Linked DNA regions of Sus scrofa: regions 2 and 3 are each linked to region 1. Evidence: chromatin contacts called from public HiChIP or PLAC-seq data. All regions are on one chromosome and are shown on one strand. The core of a region is the stretch at or near the end of the contact, and the rest is flanking DNA. Distances in the headings are between cores, read along the strand shown.

Region 1 (2,877 bases), core at 178-2,677:
AATTCCCAGGCTAGGGTTGAATGGGAGCTGCAGCCAAAGAACTACACACCACAGCCACAGCAAGACCCGGATCCTTAACCCACTGAAAGAGGCCAGGGATTGAACTCTAGTCCTCACGCATATTAGTCAGGTTGCTACCGCTGAGCCACACCTTGAACTCTCTAGTTGGCCTTATTCCCCACCTCTGTGAAGCACAACTGCCAGCATGGCATTTAGCCTCAACCACAGCAATAATTAGTGTTCCTTGCTAAAGAAACTAAACGTCATGCCTGAAAAATGAGCTCTGTGAGTTCAAAGATGTTGTTTTGCTCCCTGCAGATCCCCAAGTCCTAGGACACGTCGCGCATTAAACCACCAGAAGGGGCTGTCAATGTGCAGACCGCACACCCAGTTTCTGGTCCACAAGCCCGGGTTGGGGCTCTTGGATATACATTTCCAAGAAATTATTTGGTGATACTAACAGTGCTGTACCAGGGCTCACACACTGAGACCACTGGTACGGGAAGTAGACAATAAAAATAATGCCAATTAACGCAGAGGGAATGAGACCTTCTAATACCCGGGGGGAAGAGGAACATGACAGCCAGGTCAGAAACCTGCCCACGCCGGGCCTGCGCCCCCTGCCCCCACCCCACCAGAACCCTCTTCCCTCCCCGGATGTACACGAGAGAGAAAGGGGCGAGGGTGGGGGGAGCACGGGGTCGGGGAGGAATGTTTTAGGAGAAAGCAAGCCTCTCTCCCCCAGAAAGGCACACCAGCTTACCCAAGACATGGCTCCCGGCAGGGCCCGCGGAAAGCAGAAAATGCGGACGGCAGGGCTGGCAGGGAGAGAAAGATGCTGAATGCGGGGGCCGAAGGGCCGCGCCAGGTAACGGGCCCGGACCAGGGTGCCGCGGCTCCGCATTCCCCGCCCTTGTCACACAGCTGCACGGGCCCGGGACAACCCCCTCGCCGCTGCGGAGGGGCTCCGGGCCCGGACCTGACCCGAGCCCGGACCTGACCCGCGCCCGCCGCGCCACCGCCTTTAAGGGGGCTGCACCTCGGGGCGTTTCCTCCTCGCTGCAGGCCATGCGGGCCCACGCTTCCCCAGCTTGGGATGGAGCCCCCGCCCCCGGCCCCGGCGGGGATCGGCGTGGCAGGGCGGGCCCTTCCCCTACCTCGGCCCGCGCAGGCCAGGCGCTCAGCTCTTGGCTCTGCGAGCAGTGACTCCGCGCCGGCGCCCCGCAAACTGCGCCTTCCGGAGCCTCAGAGACGGACGCGAACCAAGCCAGGGCCTGCCGCGGCTCGGCTTCCCAAGACCCACCGCGGTCTCCGCGCATCGTGGGCAACTCGCCCACACACACTACAACTCCCAGGAGGCGCCGCGCCCACGGGGCGGGGGGGCGGGGACGAGCTTCAGTTAGGCGCATTTCCCAGGGCCCACCGCGGCCGCAGCCTCCTACAGAGCAGTCCTCCCCACTCAGACTACAACTTCCAGAACCGACTGCAGCCCCAATACCTCCCTTGAGGACCCCCCATCCCTGACAGCTGCAATGGCTGACTGTATCGGTGAACTGAAGGAAAGGACCTGAGCCAGGAATGCCATTGAAGGCTACTGCCTTCCGTATCCTGGATTCTAGGAGCTGCGGGTCAGGGGAGACTGAGTCAAGATGTTACCCAATCAGGTACGGCTTCTCGAAGCTCGAAAAATCAATGCTTGGGAGAGACAAATGTTGGTGTCAGGGAAAGGTGCTTTTATTCAGAATGCCGGCAATTCGGAGAAATGATGGATTCAGTGTCCCCAAAAGCCACCTCTCAGGATTCTGCTGGGCCATGAAAGTTTTAAAATGAAGTCATCTCAGTTAATGGGTCGGGGGGAGTTGTCAGGTTGCTGGCTTGTGAACCCGGTGATGTAGTTTGGTCGCAAAGTTTGTTGCAAGATTACTGAAGAGGAAGCTAGGGAAGCATTGTTTAGTCATCTGTTAATTGCTCTTTCTTTCTTTCTTTCTTTTCTTTCCTTCTTTCTTTCTTTCCTTCCTTCTTTCTTTCTTTCCTTCCTTCCTTCTTTCCTTCTTTCCTTCCTTCCTTCCTTCTTTCTTTCTCTCTTTCTTTTTTTTAAAGGCCGCCCGAGGCATTTGGAGTTCCCAGGGACAAGAATCAGATCCCAGCCACAGCTTCGACCTAAGCCACTGTGCCAGGCATGTAACCTACGTCCCAGCGCTCACAAGATGCTCCCAAGACCCCACAGATCCTATTGTGCCACAGCAGGAATTCCTGCTTATTCTTTAGACAAGATATTATGTGATCAAAAGATTTGAAAGGTGTGCTAGCGCTGGAGCTGAACAGGGGGGTTCCTGGTTTAAAAGTTAGTTGCAATGTAGCTTTGCTAAAGTGACCAGGAAAGGGGCCTCCTGCTGAGGTTGGTTTCCTGCAAAGAGCTGCTTGCAAAGAAACAGTTTAAAAGAAGATTGTAGGGAGTTATCTTGTGATGCAGTGGGTTAAAGATCCGGCACTGTCATCGCAGCAGCTCAGGTTGCTGCTGTGATGTGGGTTTGATCCCTGACCTGGAAGCTTCCACATGGCGTGGACGTGGCCAAACATATAGCTAAACAGAATAAATAAGTAAAAGAAGAGTGTAGGAGTTCCATTGTGGCGCAGGGGAAATGAATCCGACTAGGAACCATGAGGTTGCAGGTTCAATCCCTGGCCTCGCTCAGTGGGTTAAGAATCTGGCGTTGCTGTGAGCTGTGGTATAGGTCAAGGACACAGCTTGGATCTGATGTTGCTGTGGCTGTGGCATAGGCCTGCAGCTATAGCTCCAATTGGACCCCTAGCCTGGGAACCTCCATATGCCACAGGTGTGGCCCTAAAAAAAAATGTGTAAAGGACCCATTAATG
Region 2 (2,877 bases), core at 172-2,671, 110 kb after region 1:
AGTGACAACACCAGATCCTTCATCTGCTGAGCCATGAGATAACTCTGAGAAATTTTAAATTCTGGTCTTTCCTATGACCTGAATCTGAGACCAGGAGAGATGTACTTTCTTCTTCTTTTTATGGCTGCACCTGTGACATGTGGAAGTTCCCAGGCTAGGGGTCAAATTGGAAACACAGCTGCAGGCCTATGCCACAGTCATGACAACACCAGATCCAAGCCACGTCTGCGACCTTCACCCCAGCTTGTGGCAAAGCCAGATCCTTAACCCAGTGAGGGGGGCCAAGGATCAAACCCACACCCTCCCACGGTGTTGGATCCTGAATGTGCTGAGCCACAATGGGAACTCAAGGAGAGATGCACTTTATGACAAAGTTGACATGGAGTTCCTGGTGTGGCTCAGCAGGTTACAAACCCTTCTAGTAGTATCCATGAGGATGTAGATTCCATCCCTGGCCTCATTCACTGGGTTAAGGATCTGGAGTTGCTATGAGCTGTGGTGTAGGTTGGCTTGGATCCCCCATTACTGTGGCTGTGGCTGTAGCATAGGCCAGCAGCTGTAGTTCCGATTCGACCCCTAGCCTGGGAAATTCCATATGCCACGGGTGCAGCCCTAAAAAGCAAAAACAAACAACAACAAAAATCACCAAATGATGCAGTTTAAATTACACAAAGGAATATACAGTGAAAGATGTCTCCCTCGCTCCTTTGGGTGCCTTCTTCCACTTCGGAGGTCTCCGTCCGATATCGTCTGGTTCCTCTCAACCGCGCAGTCATGGACCGCACAGTCCATGACTCGGCTCCTGGCCCACCCGCACCAAGTCTTCGCCCACCGTTCACTTTCAGGCGTCCAGCACTGATGATCCTAGTGCAGCCTTTTTTGGAACACACACCTTATTTCTGCTAGATTCCAAAAGGCGGAATCGCTGAGTCAAAGGAAACGTGCGTTTGAAATGAAAAGACTATGTGTGCACCGCTGCCCTCCAAGAAGCGGTCCAATTTATACTCTTACGACTGGCAACGGAGATGCTTGCACTCTCCAGAGCCCTCCCAGGACACTAGCAACATTCTGATCGCGGAGAAAGAGACATCCGAAAGTTTCTACCTGCACTTATCTCGTCGTTTGTCACATATCTATAAGCCATCTGCCCTTCCAACGCGGCTTTGAGAATTTGCTTCGGTGCCCAATACCCAAGTTACTCAGTCCCTTTTGCCCGGACTTATCATGGCGTCGACGGCAGCTACTTCCGAGATCCTCGGAGATCTAGAGGTCTCGGCCAGCATCAAAGATGTCGTCCCGGCCCCATCCTCCGGTCTGCGCACGCTCGGCTCACCTCCCCACGTCCACTCTAGATGGCCACCGCCCCTGTTCCGCTCTAGCCGCCAGGCTCGGTGGTCGCCACCGCCCGCCAATCGTAGGGCGCGGACGCCGCTGGCCCCGCCCCGCGGATCAGCTGAGGGATCAGCGATGTCTGTTGACAGCAGCGGCGGCGGCGCGGCCGGTTCCGGGTTCCGCGCGGGGCGGGGGGTAAGCGGGCTGCTGGCGCGGGCGGGACGCGGGGGAGGCCGGCGGCGCGGCCCGCAGCAGCGTGGCGGGGGCGCCGAGGCCCGGGCAGCTGCGGGAGAAGCGGCGGCCCCAGCCCCCGCCTTTGCGGCCAGAGTCTCACCCGACGTTTCCGGGGCTCGTCAGATGTGAATCCGATGGAGCGGCCCGGGGAAGGAGAGCAGCTGCCGCAGCAGCAGCCGTGGGGGAGGCTCCTCCGCCTGGGCGCCGAGGAGGGCGAGCCGCACGTCCTCCTGAGAAAGCGGGAGTGGACCATCGGGCGGAGAAAAGGTACGGGGCGGAGGTGGGATGGGAGACATGGGACGGACTGAGGACGAGTCCGGGATGGGGGCGGTGGACGGAGGCCGAGTGCTGGGGGACCCGAGCAGGGGCCAGGGCGGAGATCTGGGGCCCGAGGACGAGAGCTGGGCAGGACGGGACCCACCGCGCTGTGGGAGGCCCCTGGGCGGGGCGCTCTGAGCTTTCCAGTTTTTCCAGTGTAGTGGGCTCTCCTGTAATAGCTACCATTTATTCACTTATTGCTCTGCCCAGTCACTTCTGAGTGCTTCGTACAGATTCTTTAATCCTCGTTACAGCTATATGAAGTGGTACATTAATTTATTACGTAGAAGTCAGTGTTTTCAAGTTCATTACCACCCAACGCGTCTTCTCAGACCTTAACGGAAAAGAAATCAATAGCAGAAGGAACACTGGAAAACCCACCGATATGTGCAAAATTAAATAACACCCTTAAACAGCCATTGGGTCAAAGAAATCAAAAGGGAAATTAGACAATACTTTGAGATAAATAAAATATAACATACCAAAACTTGGGGGTTGCAGGTAAGCAGTGCTCAAGGGAAATTTATAGGTGTAGGCAGCTACATTCAAAAAAAGATCTGGGAGTTTCAGTCGTGGCTCAGCAGTACCGAACCCAACTGGTATCCGAGAGGATGCAGGTTGGATACCTGGCCTCTCTCAGTGGGTTAGGGATCCGGGGTTGCCATGAGCTGTGGCATAGGTCTCAGACGGGGCTTGGATCCCGTGTTGCCCTGGGTGTGGTGTAGACCTGTAGCTACAGCTCCTATTAGACCCCTAGCCTGGGAACTTTCATTTGCCACACTTGAGGCTAAAAAAGAAGGAAAAAAAAGGATCTTGGAGTTCCTGCTTGGCGCAGTGGGCTCTGTGGTGTCTTAGGAGCTCACTGGGTCACAGGTTCGATCCCCTGTCTGGCACAGTGGGTTAAGGATCGGGTGTTGCTGCAGCTTTGGCTTAGATCTGACTGCTACTCGGATCTGCCCCTTGCCAAGAACTCTATATGCCACGCCCAGCTCT
Region 3 (2,877 bases), core at 140-2,639, 71 kb after region 1:
GCTATTTTTTCAGAATTTTCACATAAATATCATAACTAAGACTACTTTAAAGTTGTTTTTTTTATTTATTTTTTCTTTTTAGGGCCACACCCACCACATATGAAGTTCCCAGGCTATGGCTCGAATCAGACATAGGGCTGCCTGTCTACGCCACAACCACAGAAACGCAAGATTGGAACAGAGTCTGCAAATCTACAACACAGCTCACTGCAACGCCCTTTCCTTAACCCAGGAATCAAACTTGCATGCTCATGGATCCTAGCCAGCTTTATTACCATTAAACCACGATGGGAACCCCTTTATTTATTTATTTATTTAGTCTTTTAGCCTTTTCTTGAGCTGCTCCCATGGCACATGGAGGTTCCCAGGCTAGGGGTCTAATCGGAGCTGTAGCCACTGGTCTATGCCAGAGCCATATAGCTACGCGGGATCCGAGCTGTGTCTTGGACCTACACTTCAGCTCATGGCAATGCCAGATCCTTAACCCACTGAGCAAGGCCAGGGATCGGATCGGCAACCTCATGGTTCCTGGTTGGATTTGTTAACCACTGAGCCACGATGGGAACTCCGGGAACTCCTTTTTTTAAAATTTACCTTTGGTTATGGTATAGCTATTTGCTATCTTTGTGTGAAGAAAAGGGTTCTGCAAAAACAAACAAACAGGGTTCTGTCCAGATTTTTCCTGAATTTTTTTGGTAAGACTATATCCTTTGATAACGTGGAAGATTCACCAATTAAAACGTATTGCCAAAAGCATTTTAAACAACTGCTTTAAGTCTATAACAAATATCTTCTTTATTACCTAACTATTCCTTTAAGTAGTGTACTTTCTTAGGTTTGAAATTTAATAACTTAATGCACAGAGTTATTATATATAATTAAGCAATATATTCTTTCACAATTTTTTTTGTTGTTGTTCTTTATGGCTAATTCTGTTTTTTATCACTAATTGTTTGCTGTTTCTCCCCACTTTTGGATAAAAATCTCTAGTATGTTTTTTTTATTTTACTTAAAAAATCTGATTTATCAAGTTCAATTTTTTTCTATTTTGCCTCCTCAATTTCTGTTTTAATTTTCATTAATTTTCTTCTCTTTCCATAATTATACTTTGTTTCTCCCTAGATGTCTCATTTCATCTATTGTCATTCTTTTTGTTGGCACTGTTGTATAGGAGGCACTAAAACTTACCTATATTACTTTGATTTTATAAATTACTTTGCTCTATGCTCAAAAATGGCAAGGACGGTGAACACATTTTGAGCGGGCAGAGCCGGCTACAACCCACTGTCTGGAACAAGCTCCCCCAGGCAGGTGAAGTGGGGCTTTGCAAAAGGAAACCTCAAACCTGTCGATCGTGGAGGCGCGCCACAGAGTCCCCTGGGAAATGTAGTTCTAAACCGAGTGGGACTCTGGGAAATGTGGTTCCGCGCAGCCGCTTCCTCGGCCCGGCTGAGTCTGCCTCAGGGCTGTGGGCCAGCGGGTAAGCGTGTGCGGCTGGGGTTGGGTGCGGGACGGCGCGGCTCTAGCCTCTTCGTCCAACCCGGGCCTGTGCTGACCCCAGCGCGGACCGGCTCCGGAACCGGGCGCGAAGCAGGCGCGGATCCCGGTCCAGGTGGGGGTGAGGCTGGAGGGGTGGTGGTCCGCGGCGGAGTAGCCGTGGGGGCCGTGTGGGAAGGGAGCGGTGGGGGGCGGGGCGTGGGCGGCTGGAGCGCGGAGGCAGGAGGGAGCCGGAATTTGCTGGGCAGCGTTTGGAGGACTGGGGGGGGTCTGTAGGGGTGGGGGGGCGGTGATTGTGGGATTCGGGAGGGAGATTTGGGAGTCAGTGTTAAGGCTTCCCGTGGTGGTGGGTGATGAGGGATCTGTGAAGGGGAACTGTGGAGCTTTTAATGTGAGAACGCTGGAGAGTCGGAATGTTGGAATGTCTGTGAAAATCTATACCGAGGTTTGAGAGAAGTGAGTAGTTACGAAGCCGGTGGAGGAAACTAATTGGGTGATGGGGGCCTCTGCGAGGGACTTTTGAGGGGAGTCCTAGACTTGGGGGTCAACAGCTCTGGGAGTGAGGCAGCCCGGGAGGTTGCCCTCTGTGTGGGGTGAGTGTGTGCGTTAGAGACGTAGGTTGAGAGATGTTTGTAGGAATAATTAAGACACCAGTTCCTACTGCATAGCACAGTAAACTATATCCAATCTCCTGGGATAGATCACGATGGAAAATAGTATAGGAAAAGAAAAACAGAATGCACATATATGTATGAGTGGGTAGCTTTGCTGTACAGCAGAAATTTGGCACAATTTTGTAAATTAACTATACTTTAAAGAAATTTAAAAATTTAAAATTTCTTTAAAAACATACACAAACACAAAGACTCTAATGGTCTCTGATTTGGGTGCCTTTGGGTTGGCAGTTGGGCCTGATGGAATGAATGATCAGGCCCTGAGGGTCTGTTTGGGGGCATTTAGAGGGCTCAAAATGGTAGGACTGAGGATTTCATTAGCAGGAAGCATTGCTGGTTGTGACATTGTTGGGTTTTACCTGAGCCCTGCTCTCCTGGAAAACAAGACAGTTAAGAAATCTCTCTGGAGTTCCCATCGTGGCTTAGTGGTAACAAACCCAACTAGTATCCATGAGGATGCAGGTTTGATCCCTGGCCTTGCTTAGTGGTGCTGCAAAGAACCCCCTTCCCCACAGGACTCTCTTGTTTAACTATGACAAGGCCACAGGTAAATATACATCAGTCCCTCAAACTCTCGTCCTTTGCCTCATCAGTGATTAGCTGAACAGTTTGTCCCCACTGATCAAAATGCTTGTTAGCTAAACTTCGTTTAAGCTTCTCTCCTTCCCCAGTTCCCTGAACTTTGGTCCACCTGAAGCTTGAGCTG

The links. HiChIP or PLAC-seq counts read pairs in DNA pulled down with a chosen protein or histone mark.
Region 2: a contact with region 1 is called in an H3K27ac HiChIP or PLAC-seq map of alveolar macrophages. The contact joins the promoter of CHFR here to the promoter of ZNF140 in region 1. A contact is called at or near these places in 5 of 47 Hi-C or Micro-C datasets (heart right ventricle, liver and skeletal muscle) and 2 of 2 datasets of contacts at active chromatin or transcription factors (alveolar macrophages and skeletal muscle).
Region 3: an H3K27ac HiChIP or PLAC-seq map of alveolar macrophages shows a contact between it and region 1. The contact joins the promoter of ZNF605 here to the promoter of ZNF140 in region 1. A contact is called at or near these places in 1 of 5 promoter capture datasets (liver), 4 of 47 Hi-C or Micro-C datasets (heart right ventricle and liver) and 2 of 2 datasets of contacts at active chromatin or transcription factors (alveolar macrophages and skeletal muscle).

The regions. Positions count from the first base shown.
Region 1 is chr14:22,541,358-22,544,234 of Sscrofa11.1, forward strand. It overlaps ZNF140 (zinc finger protein 140), which reads right to left and starts at 1,428. Exons shown (of 4, transcript XM_021072894.1): 1 at 1,158-1,428; 2 at 764-818. The coding sequence starts at 1,409.
Region 2 is chr14:22,653,041-22,655,917 of Sscrofa11.1, forward strand. It overlaps CHFR (E3 ubiquitin-protein ligase CHFR), which reads left to right and starts at 1,422. Exons shown (of 17, transcript XM_001928455.6): 1 at 1,422-1,527; 2 at 1,690-1,833. The coding sequence starts at 1,701.
Region 3 is chr14:22,612,690-22,615,566 of Sscrofa11.1, forward strand. ZNF605 (zinc finger protein 605) reads left to right here and starts at 1,390. Exons shown (of 6, transcript XM_013990316.2): 1 at 1,390-1,480.